Linked DNA regions of Zea mays: region 2 is linked to region 1. The links are chromatin contacts, called in public Hi-C maps. All regions are on one chromosome and are shown on one strand. The core of a region is the stretch at or near the end of the contact, and the rest is flanking DNA. Distances in the headings are between cores, read along the strand shown. Region 1 holds the start of LOC103627361 (60S ribosomal protein L6-like). Region 2 holds the start of LOC100216595.

Region 1 (4,128 bases), core at 1,057-3,556:
GAACCCGGGGGGTCCCTGGACCGACGAGTAAATTGTCGCCGCGTGCCCCAGCCCAGATGGGTCGGCGCGAGACGGAGCGCTAAGGGGGGAAGAAGCCGGAGGGAGACAGGCGTAAAAGGGGAAACCCGCGGCCTTCGTGTTTGTCCCGTGCCCAGGTCGGGTGCGCTTGCAGTAGGGGGTTACAAGCGTCCACGCGGGATGGAGCGAGCGGCTTACGCGAGCGCCGTCCCGTCCTTTCCCGCGCGGCCAACCCTCTGTAAGAGGGCCCTGGACCTTCCTTTTATAGGCGTAAGGAGAGGATCCAGGTGTACAATGGGAGGTGTAGCAGTGTGCTAACGTGTCTAGCGGAGGAGAGCTAGTGCCCTAAGTACATGCCATCGTGGCAGCCGGAGAGGTTTTGGCACCCGATTCGTGTGGTGTCGTGGTCGTCGGAGGAGCGCTGGAGCCTGGCGGAAGGACAGCTGTCGGGGCTGTCGAGTCCTTGCTGACGTCCCCTTGCTTCCGTAAGGGGGCTGAGAGCCGCCGTCATCATAGAGCATGCGGGGCGCCATCATTACTTGTTTACCGGGGCGAGCCAGATGGGACGCCGGTCTTGTTCCCCGTAACTTGAGTTAGCTTGGGGTAGGGTAATGATGGCGCCTCCTGTGACGTGGTCGGTCTGATCCCTGGGTTGGGCGAGGTGGAGGCTCCTCCGAGGTCGAGGTCGAGTCTGTCTTCTAAGGCCGAGGTCGAGTCCGAGCCCTTGGGTCGGGCGAGGCGGAGTCCGTCGGCTAAGGCCAGGGCTGAGTCCGAGCCCTGGGGTCGGGCCAAGCGGAGTTCGTCGTCTTCCGGGGCTGAGCCCGAGTTCGAGCCCTGGGGTCGGGCGATGCGGAGTTCGTCGTCTTCTGGGGCTGAGCCCGAGTCCGAGCCCTAGGGTCGGGCGATGCGGAGTTCATCGTCTTCCGGGGCTGAGCCCGAGTCCGAGCCCTAGGGTCGGGCGATGCGGAGTTCGTCGTCTTCCGGGGTCGAGCCTGAGTCCGAGCCCTAGGGTCGGGCGATGCGGAGTTTCCTATGGCGCCTGAGGCCGGACTTGGCTGCTGTCAGCCTCACTCTGTCGAGTGGCACAGCAGTCGGAGCGGCGCAGGCGGCGCTGTCCTCTTGTCAGGCCGGTCAGTGGAGCGGCGAAGTGACTGCGGTCACTTCGGCTCTGTTGACTGAAGGGCGCGCGTCAGGATAAGGTGTCAGGCCACCTTTGCATTAAATGCTCCTGCGATACGGTCGGTCGGCGTGGCGACTTGGCCAAGGTTGCTTTTTGGTGAAGACTGGGCCTCGGGCGAGCCGAAGGTGTGTCCGTTGCTGGAGGGGGTCCTCGGGCGAGACATAAATCCTCCGGGGTCGGCTGCCCTTGCCCGAGGCTGGGCTCGGGCGAGGCGAGATCGTGTCCCTTGAGTGGACCGATCCTTGACTTAATCGCACCCATCAGGCCTTTGCAGCTTAGTGCTGATGGGGGTTACCAGCTGAGATTAGGAGTCTTGAGGGTACCCCTAATTATGGTCCCCGACACACATGTTAATCACAATAATTTTATATTGTCATTGATTACCAAAATCAACTGGAGGCCTAAATGCTTTCAACTATTAAACATTATTTCGGGTAACACTATAGTAGATTTATTGATGACACCTAGGCTCCATTTGGATGTCAATATTGGAAGGCAGGGAATTGAATTGGATCCAATTCCAAACCAGCCATGATATTGGAATGATATGTAATTCAAATTTTATTGTTTGGATGTCGCTGAATTAGAGTTCGGAATTGTGCGGTATAATTCCACCCAATTCAGAGGGGCGACACTGTGTATTGGAAGAGGGAGTTTCTAGTTATAGTTGAATTTCAAGGAATTATGTCTCTGATTCCAAATCTCAATTCCGTGTGCAACCAAACAATAAATTTTAGAAAAACTTATTCCAATTTTCAAATCAGTGCTCCAATATCGACATTCACACGGGGTACAACAATATATTACTTGCAAATTCGAACCATTTCTTAGATTTTTTTACCAAAGGAAACTATATTTAAGTCTGGTTTTAGAACTTCAAATCCAAACACGCTCAATGCACTGCTAAAACGGAACATTTTTTTCACAATACATGCAGAAATTTAACGGTAACATAATTATTTTCTTCGTTCTAAACAGGTCCTGAAATGGCTGTGAACTCGTGTAAACGCCACCCGCATGAGAGATGCATGGGCCTCAACGTTTAGGCCCACTACTACACGCAGATGAGCCCAACGATCTAGGGTTTCCAGCTCTACACGCCGCACACATAAATCCCGAGACCAAACCTTCGCCTCCATTCGTCCCCCGCCGCCGCCGCTCCCAGTCTCCACGCGGAAGCAGCGCCTCGCAACGCTCCTACCCAATGGCGCCGACGTCGAAGCTGTCGATGGGCATCAAGCGCGCGTCGCGGTCGCACGCGTACCACCGCCGTGGGCTCTGGGCCATCAAGGCCAAGAACGGCGGCGTCTTCCCCAAGGCCGAGAAGCCCGCCGCCGCCGCGGAACCCAAGTTCTACCCCGCCGACGACGTCAAGCCTCGCGTTCCCAGCACCCGCAAGCCTAATCCCACCAAGCTCAGGTGCCGAAGCCATTCCTTTAAGTCGCTGCCCGCGTGGTGTTCGTGTTTATTTTGCCTGGAGGTTCGATTCCAGTCGCCCTTCGTTTGTTCAGGTCGAGCATCACGCCTGGGACGGTGCTGATCCTCCTCGCGGGGCGCTTCATGGGGAAGAGAGTGGTGTTCCTCAAGCAGCTCAACTCCGGCCTGCTCCTCGTCTCTGGTGAGCACGCTTGGTCCACTTATTCCTTTGGTGTGCTTCCGTGGTCAGTCGCGTCGCTGCCCCTAACCACAGCCAACTAGCCGAGATGTGCGAATCTATATCTATCCGTAGTTCCGTACATCGTACTTAAGTTTTTTTAGTTTAGGCTTAATCAGTTGAAAGTTGTAAATGTTTACCTCAATCTGGAACTATATTATTTGTAGTCTGGTGTGAAACGTGGTGTATATATTAGCAGTTGGAAATTGGAATAATTAGGTACTTTGAAGATTATCTTGCAACTACACATTTACTTGGATAGGTGAACCGAGTTTTTGAGGAACCTGAATACACATTTACATGAATTGTCGAACCGAGTTTTTAAGGAATCCAAAATCCAGTTTGGACTATGGCAATTTTTCATATGTGGGTGATATATAATCGTTGATTCTTTGGTAACATCTGCATTCTCATGTCTTTGACGTGCAGGAAACATTATTATTATGTTAATTCAAGTAAGACTCCTAGGAATGCTTGGATTTATAAAAATTACTTAAAAGTTGATAAAACGAATAAACGATTATGTTCACCATTACAGCTCTACCCTGCAGCTTGTCTGGTGTATTCTTGTCATTAGTTTCTTGATGTTTTCGCTATCTTTCAGGTCCATTCAAGATCAATGGAGTACCGATCCGTCGTGTCAACCAGACCTATGTCATTGCTACATCAACCAAGGTTGACATCTCTGGTGTTGATGTCGCGAAGTTTGATGACAAGTACTTTGCCAGGGAGAAAAAGCAGAAGGTGAAGAAGACGGAGGGTGAGCTTTTTGAGACAGAGAAGGAGGTTGGTATCTGAGTAACATGACCCATTCTTGCATCCACCCTTGGCATCTGGTTGTGCTGCTTCATATCTTTTGAATCTGCAGGCGTCCAAGTCTCTGCCTGATTTCAAAAAGGATGACCAGAAGGCCGTGGATGCTGCTCTGATCAAGGCTATTGAGGCTATCCCAGAGCTGAAGGCCTATCTTGGCGCTCGGTTCTCCCTTAGGGATGGTGACAAGCCCCACGAGATGGTCTTCTAAACCGAGTTTTGGAGTTCGGAGGAAGTCGCTTTGGCTGTGCTCTCTTGTGACAAGCCCCACGAGATGGTCTCCCAGAGCTGAAGGCCTACCTTGTTTCATTCTGCTTGAAGTCTGTCAAATATTATGAGAAGATCTAAGAAAGTTTTATCGGTATTGGTGGTTCAGCATGGCGTTATCTGCTTTTGGTTCTTTGTGTAGGTCAATGTTGTCTTAAGATCATATTTTGTTTGAATTGCTGACTGTCGTGTTTTT
Region 2 (4,128 bases), core at 997-3,496, 140 kb before region 1:
GCCCTAGGTTGAGCTGGTCTACAGTACAGCAGGAGTGGTCTACGACTACGACCATGCCTACTGTAGTAGTGTCCTTGCAACTCTGCAAGCGCTGCCGGTGCCGGAATGCTCGTGCACTTGGCGTGGCGCCTATATTCATGTGTCCCTCAGAGAATCCCGGCCCTGCCCTTCGCGACGAGCATCCTGACGAGCGCGGCCACCCGCGCGTCCAGCTGCTGCCCCGCGATCGTCACGACAGCCTCGACCGCGGCGGCGCCCTCTTCCAGGGGCCGCTCTAGCCGGAGGAGAAGGAGTGCGTCTAGGCCTTGGAGGAAGGGGTGCGCCATGGATCCAGACGAGCACACGCGGAGAACCTGACCACGCGGAGGATGAGCGCGACGAGAGCTTACTGGTGAGAAGGCAGCAGGGAGTAGGGATGAAAGTGGTAATTCGAACTGTTAGAACAAATTTAATATTTTAAAATAGATATGTATAAAATTTGATGTTGATCTTTTCTTATGTTATCAAGCACATTAGTACAAATATGAATAAAATATTATATAAGTTGTTTTATATATTATTTGCTCCCTACAACACAAAAAGTTGAAAAAATTACCGAATTTATTTCCGAATCCATACCGAAGTTTATATCTATTATTTGAGAAAATATATGATGAATTTGAGGTTTACCTTTTATGAATCTTAATAAGCTGGATGTTAAAAACAAGAATATAAATTTATATTGTATATTCTATATCCTATTTATTCGCAATCAAAGAAAAAACTGATTACCGAATAAATTCCGTTTCCGACCGTTTTCATCCCTAGCAGGGAGGATGGCCGTCGTCGCTGCTTCGCGCCGCCACGCCGTCACCTGGCGCCGCCACGCTGTCACCTGGCGCCGGCGTCTCTTCGCCTCCTCCGCCGCCAGGGTTACGGATTGGACCAGGACGCCACCAGACGAGGATTAATGCCAGACAGTGGTGGAAGAAAAAGAAGTTCACACCGGGCCAATTCGAAACCAGTCCATTTCTTCCCAACCCTAAACGAACACCTTTTGGATGGACGACCCAATTCAAAACCAGGCTATTTCTTTCCCCTGGAACCAGGCCCGAAACACGCCCAACAGGCCAAAACGAACGCGACCTTAGTCCGTCTCAAATCAAATATGTTAATACTAGTTATAAATCAAATATTTTAATACTAATAATAAATGTATAGTTTAAAATTAATTATATAGATGTAGATTAATCAGCGAGACGGATTTATTAAGTTTAATTGATCTATGATTAGTAAATTTTTATTGTAGTATTATATGAGTAAATTATGTACTAATTAGGTTTGATAAGGTTATATTGTCGTTTAATCTCTATCTATATAATTAGTTGTATAATTATACTATATTTAATACTTCTAGCTAGCATCTAAACACCGAGGTAAGGATTCTAGTTATAAAACTAATTATACAAAACTAAACAATAAGACAAATCTATTAAACCTAATTAGTTCATGATTTGTTCATTTGATGTTGTAGTAATCATTTGCTAAACGTAGATTAATAAGGCTTAATAATTCATTTCATAGTTTATTTCTTCATGTGGGCAATTAGTTTTTAATTAGAATATATTTAATACTGTTAGTTGATATTCAAGTAAATGACATGACGCACACTAAACTTTATTTGATGGGGTCCAAATAAGGATATCCTGTAGTACCAATATATATATATATATATATATATATTCATCAAAAAATTATACTCTTAGGGTTACTTATATAAGTTCACGGGTATAAATTTGTTATCATACTCGCACTCGCACGGGTTACTAGTCGGGTAAACCGCAAACAACTTATGAATAAGAGTCTATGGCCCTGTTTGTTTCGGTTTCTGACAGCTTCTGGCCACCAAAAGCTGTTGCGGACTGCCAAACGCTTAGCTTTTCAACCAGCTTCTATAAAATTTGTTGGGGCAAAAACCATCCAAAATCAACATAAACACATAATCGGTTGAGTCATTGTAATAGTAGAAATCCGTCACTTTCTAGATCCTGAGCCCTATGAACAACTTTATTTTTCTCCATATGTAATCGTAATGATATTCAGATTCTCCCCCAGCTAAATTTTCAGAAAAGCTGGTCAGAAAAAAGATGAACCAAAACAGCCCCTATGAATAATGGGCTGGCCTACCTACTTACACGACCGTCTCGGCCTGGCCTGTGATGGATGATAAGCACTGCTAGGCTATCCTGGCCTATCAGGCCTACTTGGCGCGTCTCTCTCTGTCTAGCGGCCGAGTTTAACAGTTAAACCCTAGCTCACCGTCGTGCTCGCCTCCCCGCGCCTGCTCCGGTGCTCCCTTCAGGCACTGACAGTTCGCCGCCGCGGCGGCGCTTTCGAGCCCACGCGGAAGCGCACCTAGTGCCATGGCGAAGAAGCGGAAGCACACCGACGCCCAGGCAGAGACGGCCGGCGCAGAGAAGCCAGACGACTCCGCACCGGCGCGCCCGGAGCGCACGCTCTTCGGCTTCAAGGATCCGGCCCCCGACGCCGTGCCTGACTCCGCGGCCTCCAGGGCCGCGGTGGCGCCGTTTAGGAACAGGGAGAAGGTACTCATCACCTGCTCCCGCCGCATCACGTACAGGTGAGTGCTCCCTTTTTTTCCCCTCATGCAGTGTCGTGCCTCGTTTCCTGTGGTGTATGAGGATGATTCCATTCACTCGTGCGTGCTCGACGTAGGTATCGTCATCTGATGCAGGACGTGTTGTCGATGCTCCCGCACGCGAAGAAGGACAGCAAGGTCGAGTCGAAGCAGAGCAAGGGGAACGCTCTCAACGAGATGCTCGAGCTCAGGAGCTGCTCCAGTTGTCTCTTCTTCGAGGTATGGCTCTTCTACTATGCTTCCACCCCATGGTGGAAATCTTGTTACCATTGACATGGTCTTTTTTGCTTACATTTATTACAGTTCTGTTAACATTGAAAGTTTTTTCCTTCATGTATTACAGTGCCGAAAACAGAAGGATCTTTACCTTTGGATGGTGAAGTCTCCTGGAGGACCATCAGTGAAATTTCTAGTTAATGCTGGTATGAATAATACTTACACTGTGGCTGTCTTATGCACTCCAGTTTATAATTTGTATGCTTTTGTCGTGACTTAATGATTAATCACGATGTGATGATGTAGTTCACACCATGGAGGAGTTGAAGCTTACGGGTAACCATCTGAAAGGGTCACGGCCACTTCTTACATTTTCTACAAATTTTGATGAGCAACCTCATTGGAAGCTTGTGAAGGAAATTATAACTCATGTATGTAATTGTTTTCACATGTTATGCTGTACCTACATGTTGCTAATCATTTTTTAAGATGTTGATGAACTGCCCTGATCTATCCAGTTATCCAGATTTGCATGTGTCGTTTTCTCTTTGTTATAGAAACAACTTGGTTTTCTAATGATAAAAATCTAAGAGGATTTTGCAAACATACAACAGGGTCAGACTCCACCTTGCTATTTTAGCACTGGAATGTGTCAATGACAGATGGACCAAGACCCACTTGTCATTGCGACACCCTGTGGTAAAAGAGCAGACTGGTGTTTGACGCAGTGGTAAATGTCGAAATTTTCAAAAATGAAATTGTATTAGCTTTTTTGCTGGATTTTAATCCACATGCACTGAACTACTGAAGGTTATCATATGTTGGCTCTAGTTCTTTCTTTTTTGGAAACGATAAGAACATAATAACATCATGCATGCTGCTATCTAATCTTGCATTTCCACTGCACTGTATAACAAAAAGATGGGTGTATATGAAGTTAATACTGCTTATTATACTATCAAACCAACTTTTGTTGATGATGTATGTGAACTTTCATGTTCATCTGCTTATGGGACAAATAAGTTCTTACGAACTAGAAGATTCTTGCAAAACATGATCGTGAAACCATTACCTGTACTTGTGCAGATATTTGCTACTCCTAAAGATCACCGTAAAGCAAAACCTTTCCATGACCATGTATTTGTCTTCTCCATTGTGGATGGCCATGTTTGGTTTCGAAACTACCAGGTGATCTATCTCCCATTTTTCAGAATGAATTTTTATTTGGATTAGGTTCATTTTTTTTGTGCAATGCAAAGTTCATGTCTTAGCAC

Evidence for each region. Hi-C and Micro-C count contacts between places; a contact is called where the count stands out from the background.
Region 2: a contact with region 1 is called in a Hi-C map of tassel, with 2.6 times the contacts expected there. The contact joins the promoter of LOC100216595 here to the promoter of LOC103627361 in region 1. A contact is called at or near these places in 4 of 25 Hi-C or Micro-C datasets (ear, endosperm, leaf and 1 more).

What each region holds. Positions count from the first base shown.
Region 1 is chr5:182,952,452-182,956,579 of Zm-B73-REFERENCE-NAM-5.0, reverse strand. It overlaps LOC103627361 (60S ribosomal protein L6-like), which reads left to right and starts at 2,306. Exons shown (of 4, transcript NM_001374459.1): 1 at 2,306-2,617; 2 at 2,710-2,816; 3 at 3,457-3,638; 4 at 3,721-4,128. The coding sequence starts at 2,403. The coding sequence ends at 3,876.
Region 2 is chr5:183,094,273-183,098,400 of Zm-B73-REFERENCE-NAM-5.0, reverse strand. LOC100216595 reads left to right here and starts at 2,246. Exons shown (of 8, transcript NM_001143009.1): 1 at 2,246-2,620; 2 at 2,716-2,857; 3 at 2,982-3,060; 4 at 3,161-3,285; 5 at 3,941-4,042. The coding sequence starts at 2,403.